Regions from separate parts of the Rattus norvegicus genome. Here region 2 is linked to region 1. Evidence: chromatin contacts called from public Hi-C data. All regions are on one chromosome and are shown on one strand. The core of a region is the stretch at or near the end of the contact, and the rest is flanking DNA. Distances in the headings are between cores, read along the strand shown.

The links. Hi-C and Micro-C count contacts between places; a contact is called where the count stands out from the background.
Region 2: a Hi-C map of liver shows a contact between it and region 1, with 4 times the contacts expected there. The contact joins the promoter of Aadat here to the promoter of Hpf1 in region 1. A contact is called at or near these places in 6 of 12 Hi-C or Micro-C datasets (the Rat2 cell line, Schwann cells, frontal cortex and 3 more).

The regions. Positions count from the first base shown.
Region 1 is chr16:34,228,625-34,232,112 of GRCr8, reverse strand. Hpf1 (histone PARylation factor 1) reads left to right here and starts at 1,626. Exons shown (of 8, transcript NM_001169105.1): 1 at 1,626-1,717. The coding sequence starts at 1,670.
Region 2 is chr16:34,553,576-34,557,063 of GRCr8, reverse strand. Aadat (aminoadipate aminotransferase) reads left to right here and starts at 1,884. Exons shown (of 13, transcript NM_017193.1): 1 at 1,884-2,062; 2 at 2,838-3,006. The coding sequence starts at 1,996.

The DNA of each region.
Region 1 (3,488 bases), core at 377-2,876:
CACAGACTTGCCTACAGGCAATTTGATAAAGGCATTTTCCCTATTGAGGTTGACAAGTTGACAAGACAAAACAAAACAAAACAAAACAAAAACCCAAAAACAAAACAAAAGAAAAACAGGATAAGAGATGTACTTTAATGCCTTTTAAAAATCTATATTTTACAGAGATCTTGAAATTGCACTGTTCAAAGGATGTAATTTATAACCAGCCTCAAAGATTAAAGTTTTAAAATTAAACATAAAAAATCGACTTACTTATTTTTAAAGAATCTTACCTTGTAAATGAGATTATAGTGTTTTAAGAGGTGTACTGATTAGATTTATGAATGAGATAAAAGGTCATACGGCTCAAAAACCATACATTCTGACTCTAAGTGTGGCTTATTGGGTGTTTACATACTCTTGTTTCAAATGGCTCTCAGAAAAGGTTGCACAGTCACCTGAAAAGATTTTATATTATTTACAGTCTTTTCAAGTATTGCTAGGTGTGTTGAAATTCTTTCAGCTAGTGTGAAACAGGCAACTGATGAGTGGGGCAGGATAATGGAGGGAGTGTTACCTTTCCAGTGTTCTTTTAATTTTCTCTATCTTTCACCCCTGCCTCACTTACAGCTAGTAAGCAGCTGTGCATCTGGTTTGAAGTGCTCCTCAAAACCGGAGGATAAGGGCTCAGTGGTTAAGAGTAATATACTGCCCTTGCCCACGTCGAGTGGCTCACGACCTCTTTTAACTCTATCTCCAGAGAATCCGATGCCTTTTTGGGCTTCTGGGGGTACTAGCACACACACGCACAAATCTATACGCGCACGTAACTAAAGACAAAAACAAAATCATTTTAAAACCAAGGAGATGTTCCACAAAATGAGAGTATACAAATTATGAATAAGGAAGAGAGACTTCACCTCAAGAGTGGGGAATAGAACATTGCTGGGAAGGTGGTGGAGGAGTGTGTTATCCAAACCATATTATTCCTGGGAGTCAGATTCTGACTTTTAAACTCTGGATAGAGCCTAACAATGTGACTTTTTAACTAGCTTCCTGGTGCTGCTGCTGGTGGCGGTTCAGTTCTTACACTAAGAGGAGAGAGAAATGAAAATGAGGATGGAAACGGGGGGGGGGGGGCGACAATTGTGAAGATATAGGGAAGGAAACTGTAGGGAGGGAAAGAAAAAAGGTTGGTTTACTTCCCGAAGACGACGAGAGGAATTACAGACAATAATAGTGCAATAATAGGAAGGGAAAGGGATAGAGCGCAAAAATAATTCTTTAAATGAATAGAGATGAAGAAAACGAAAAGGCTGAAGTGAAGCAGCATCTTAAATCTATTTATCTTGCCAGCAGTATGCATCTGAGGACAAAGTCTGTAGCTCCTTAAGGCACCCAAATTTGATAATCTCAGGTTCTCCAGTGTATCCAGCACGAGCGCTAGGCAATGGGCGGGGCCCTGACGGTAGCTCAGGGGGCAGCGCTTGCGCTCAGGGGGCGGTGCCACCCCAGATCTCGGGGCGGGACTTTGCGTCCTTCCCCGTATCAGAAGGCGGAGCCTAGTCTCTAAATTGGCGGCTGAGTGGCTGAGCGGCAGCTCGGATTGGCGGCTTTTGAACCCGGAAGCAGTAGTGGGCGCTCGGAAGCGGCGGGAACGCGGGCCTCGGTGCGCTGCGGCTGCGGGATGGTCGGCGGTGGCGGGAAGCGCCGACCCGCCGGGGCGGGACCGCAGGTAGGCGAGGCGGGATGAGCTGGGTGTACGGACGCTGTGGGCGGTGGTGGAGCCGAGGGCCGCTCTGCCTAGGAACGGCCCGGGAAAGTCGTTCCTTTCCAGCGCCAGCCAGCTTCTCTGGGCGCAGTTCCCGCGAAGCTATGCAACCGGTGGACGGATCATTCATTCATTCATTCATTCATTCATTCATTCATTCATTCATTCATTCATTCATTCATTCATTCACTCATTCACCCATTCACCCATTCACTCACTGAACAGCTGATGGAAGCTGGAGGAGCTACCAGGGCGGCAAGGCACACACGAACGTACATTTCACCTTAAGTTTTTTTTTTGTTTTTTTTTGTTTGTTTTGTTTTGTTTTGTTTGTTTTTGCTTGGAGTAAACGCAGGTGTGTAAAGGTGCTGGATTTGACAAGCCCTGGAGTTGTTAGAGACATCTTTTGTTTAAGACAGTCTCTCTATGTGGTAGCCCGGGCTCTCCTAGAACTTGATATGTAGATCAGAACTTAATATGTAGCCTTGTAATCACAGAGATCCTCTTGCCTCTGCCTCCAGGACGTATGCCACCACCGCCTGGCAAGACGACCTTTAAGGCAACTCGGGTTTGAAAATCGTTCTTGCTGGCAGAGAAGAAAACTAAGAGATTTCCCCTGACATAGAAGTGTAAGGGATACGGGATCGCTGATGAGTGATAGATTATAGATTGACCAGTCTGGACTCTTACATGATTTCATGGGTTCTCTTAAGCATACAGTAGCTAATGTATGAGGAGTTAAACAAGGAAAGGATTGTTTAACAAAAGTTACCCCAGCTGTGTTTAAAACTGGTTATGCTAAGGCTTAACGGTCAGTGGATGATGGACATAGGTATTTTCACGTTGTGTCGTGTTTTCTCACAACACCAAGTTAAAAATGTGGTCTAAAGAGAGCAGCTGTCCCAAAATCTAATTATTAGGGATTTGAGGATTCTGAAGCATCTTGAGTTAAAGAATTGAGAAATCTCTTTGTGGGTACCCAGGGCTGCTTTGGCAGAATAGTTGGCTTAACTGGAAATAAGATGAGAGATGGTCTAGTGGAATGTTTATGACTGCCAATAATAGCCATCACCAATTATCTGCTAAGACTGTTGAAATAGAACTGTTTTGTATTTAAAACAAAAACACATGATGCTACAGGCACGACAGTGCATCTTTAGTGTAGATGAGAATACGGAGCACAGAGAGGTTAAGTAGCTTGCCCTAGGTGACAGCTGGAAACCATGTTAGTAGTCAACCCAAAAGCCAGAGTGTTAGCACGCACTTGTGATCCCAGCACTTGTCAGGCAGAAGCAATAGAGCCAGAAGTTCACTGTCATTCTCAGCTACACTGCAAGTTCAAGGCTAGCCTGGGCCATGATAGACCTGTCTTAAACAAGATCCAACTTCATGACTTAAATTCAGTCCCTGAAGTCCTGTGGAGTTAGGGAAGGGGACAGAGTGACCAAATATATTGTATGTAAAAACACTACTACAGCTCTGCATCTACCCACGTAGGCGCCTTATCCTTTTTTCCTAACCCTTTCCTTCTGCTTCCAGTCACTGTGGCTGTCGCCTTGAATTTGGAGGTTTCCCTTGCCTTCTTTTAGAGTTTGTTGTTTCCTTAGAAAGCTTTTGTGGTACATCTTGACTTAGCCAGTATTCTACTGCTGTGAAGAGACATCATGACCATAAGAAAAAGTGTTTAGCTGGGGCTGGCTTACAGTTTCAGAGGTTTAGTCCATTATCATCATAG
Region 2 (3,488 bases), core at 635-3,134, 320 kb before region 1:
TGGCGCGTTTCTAGAACCACGACCCCCAGCACCCCCACATCCTTTCACCTTCTCTGATGAGCCATTTTGCTTCCCGACCTGACCTGAATCATCATCAGCGTCTCAGGTATTTTGCCTGTCTAATTCCAGAATGTGGTAGTTTGAGTGGGAAAGTTCTTCATAAACTCATATATTTGAACACTTTGTCCCCAGTTGGTAAGACTGTTTGGGACTTTGGAGAGGCGGGGCCTTGTTGGAGGAGGTGTCCCTTGGAGCAAGCTACCCGGGTTTCCCAGGGAGCTCTCCCTGCCTCTTGCCTGAGAATCAAATTACAAACTCTCAGCTACAGATTCAGGGCCCTGCCTCCATGTCTGCCTGCTGCCGCTGATGGGCTAACCCTATAGAACGGTAAACCCTGAATCAAATGCTTTCTAAGTTGCCTTGGTCATGGCGTTTTATCCAGACAATATTTAAACTTAACTAAAACACAGAAAAGTCTGCATAGAAAATGCAGCAAGCTTTTTTTTTTTTTTTTTTTTTTTTTGGTTCTTTTTTTCGGAGCTGGGGACCGAACCCAGGGCCTTGCGCTTCCTAGGTAAGCGCTCTACCACTGAGCTAAATCCCCAGCCCCAGCTTTTTTTAAAAACTCTGTATTTCATGATTTGATGGTCTAAGAGTCTATGCTTTGTGTTGTGTCTTCAGAGTGTAAGAGTGCAGTAAGAGGGTGACCTTCAATGCTGAGAAGTCAGGCGAATTGTGGCGTATTTCTTTTAGCCTCATAATGGTTATAACTTCCGAAGCCCCCCTCACCAGTCTAAGGACCGTCCTCTTGAGTGGAAAGTCCCCTACCACCATGACTGTTTTAAACCACCATGGTCAAATAAAGCTGACACCTCAAGAGTCATGAGATCTCCCGTTTCCCGGGACAAGCTTTAACCCTGTGTTTTCAACTGTTCTTTAATAATTTTGGAACTCGATCACTATATGGCGCGGGCACCTCGACTGCTGAAAGGACTCCCTGAGCCCTTCACTGTGCACTCCTTTAAATAACTAAACTTAAGACAGTTTCTCTTTGTATCGTCATCGACCAGGTAATTTCGAATTTGATAATCGCTTTATCTGCACCATATCCAACACACTTTGAACCGAGCTCTTACACAGTGAAAGTTCTGCAATTCAGTGAGAGAAGAGGCTGAAAATTGAGGAGACTGAAGACTAAGTTTTCAAATTTGCGAGGGTGGGTTAACTCTCCCCACTCACTGTACCAGGCTTCTGTTTTGAAGAGTTACCTGAATTCATCTGGGTCCCCTTGAAGATTTAGGGGTAGGGATGAGAGAGGGAGCGAGAGAGAGAGAGAGAGAGAGAGAGAGAGAGAGAGAGAGAGAGAGAGAGAGAGAGAGAGAGAGAGAGAGAGAGAGAGAGAGACCTCGATACTGAGAGCGCCTCTTGGTACCCGTTGCAATGGAACAAAACCACCACCAGAGGGTAGTGAAGGACAAAGATCTTGAGACCTGAGACCTGAGATCTGTCCAGTTCCGGGCACTCATTTCAAGATCTGTCCGGGAGGGCCGGAGTGGGGGGCGTGGCCAATAGCAACGCTGTACTGCAAGACTGAGCAGCAAGGTCCAGAATCCATCCTGCTTTTAAGTGAATTCGGGCACCGATCCGATTGCTATTGTGCATCACAGCAGGGCCTCTCGCCACGCCCATCCCTGACCGATGACTTAGGTGGCCTGAGGTCAGCTGCCATAGGCCAGGACGCGGGGTGGGAGGGGGCGTGGCCGACTGCGGTCCACTCGGGTCAGATACTGCCACTCGGTGGATGAACTTTGTCCCTTCTGTCGCCTGACCCGGGCCTATTTAGATCTCAGACACTGACAGCGGCTGTTAGCCAGGCAGATTGGGTGGCACTCCGCAGCACTACCCGGAGACAGCTAACAGTGCAGCCCGAGTGATCTGGGAAGCCGTTCTCAGTGACCGACTTTTCTAGTCCTGTTCCACGCGACCAGCAGAGACATGAATTACTCAAGGTTCCTCACTGCAACGAGCCTGGCCAGAAAGACATCCCCTATCAGAGCTACAGGTGAAAAACAAAGCCGGAGCCCGCTCCGCTCTGCAAGAGTTGAGTTTTCTTAGCCGAAGCTCTGTGCGGTGCCCTGTTTTGGTGATCACCGCTAGGTCGCGCCCATTCATTCAAGTGTGAAGACAGTCTGTGAGCGTTAGTGAAGGAGGAGTTACTTAACTTTTGTTCACTAAGAGCTTGGGCCAGAGGCAAAGCAAAGCAGTGACTACTTTTGCAGGAGTATTTAGAGATGAGCCTGGGGGCCAAACATGGGGTACACCTTGCAAGAAAGGCTCTACAGGGAAGACAGGACTGGGGAATGGGAGCCAGAGGTGGAGCAGGTAGGTATTGGGCAACGGGGAGAAAGGCCTTCTGCTACTGCGGAGAGCCCTTTTTCTTGGCCATCTGCATTCTTGGATTCCTCCGGCAGTGAGGAAGCCTAGAAAAAGTTATTTTGCACTTATTTTAGACTAGCATTCAGTCTTAGCCCAGTATGCTGCTACGTCAGACTAGAGGAGCAGTAATTCAATAAACAGCAAGAATACTCTCTCGGTGGCGGAGGCCACCATGTCCAACATCAGGTACCCGTGAGGGCAAATCCAAATAGACGATGCTTCTCGCTGCAGTTCGGCCTCTTTAGAAGGAAATTTCGTTTCTGAAGGCAGAGTTATCGTGATCTAATCCCATCTTTAATATATCATATCGAGTACTAGATTCTAGTATAAGACTTGGTCAGAGACACTAACGTTCAGACCACGGGACAGTGGACGAATTTTTTTTTCCGTGTTTATCATAGTGGAGATAATGAGTAGAGCACCCAAAGACATCATCTCCCTGGCTCCTGGATCTCCGAACCCGAAAGTGTTCCCCTTTAAGTCAGCTGTCTTCACTGTGGAGAACGGAAGCACCATCCGGTTTGAAGGAGAGATGTTTCAAAGGGCCCTCCAATATTCCTCAAGCTATGGGTAAGTGTTCAATAGATGTAGGCTCATACTGGTTCATTTTCCAATGCCATTGATAAAGTGACTGAATTCTTTTGTTGATGGGGTGTACAATGATAGGGGAAGTTGGGAGAAGAAATTTTAAAATACAAAAACCAAAATCAGTACTAAATGCTTCACACACCCCAGGGACTAGCTTTCAACTTTAAATGACTGGGAAAGCCAGAGAAACATCTAGAAGAAAGTCCCATTTGAGCTGAGTATGATACTGAAAAGAACACTAGGTGAAGCATCATAGTGGGAAGAGAGAGGAAATGTATGGAACAGTCCTTGAACAATAATGATCTTTCCTATTTTAAAAGAACTAAATGTGGATGTATTGTTTTTATAGAAAATAGACTCTCTTCTCATATATTTTATCCTGAAATATGCTTTCCTCGCCACTCCTCCGTTCCTCCCCAACTCCTCTCCCATCTAGATTCATTCCCTTTCTGTCTCTCATTAGA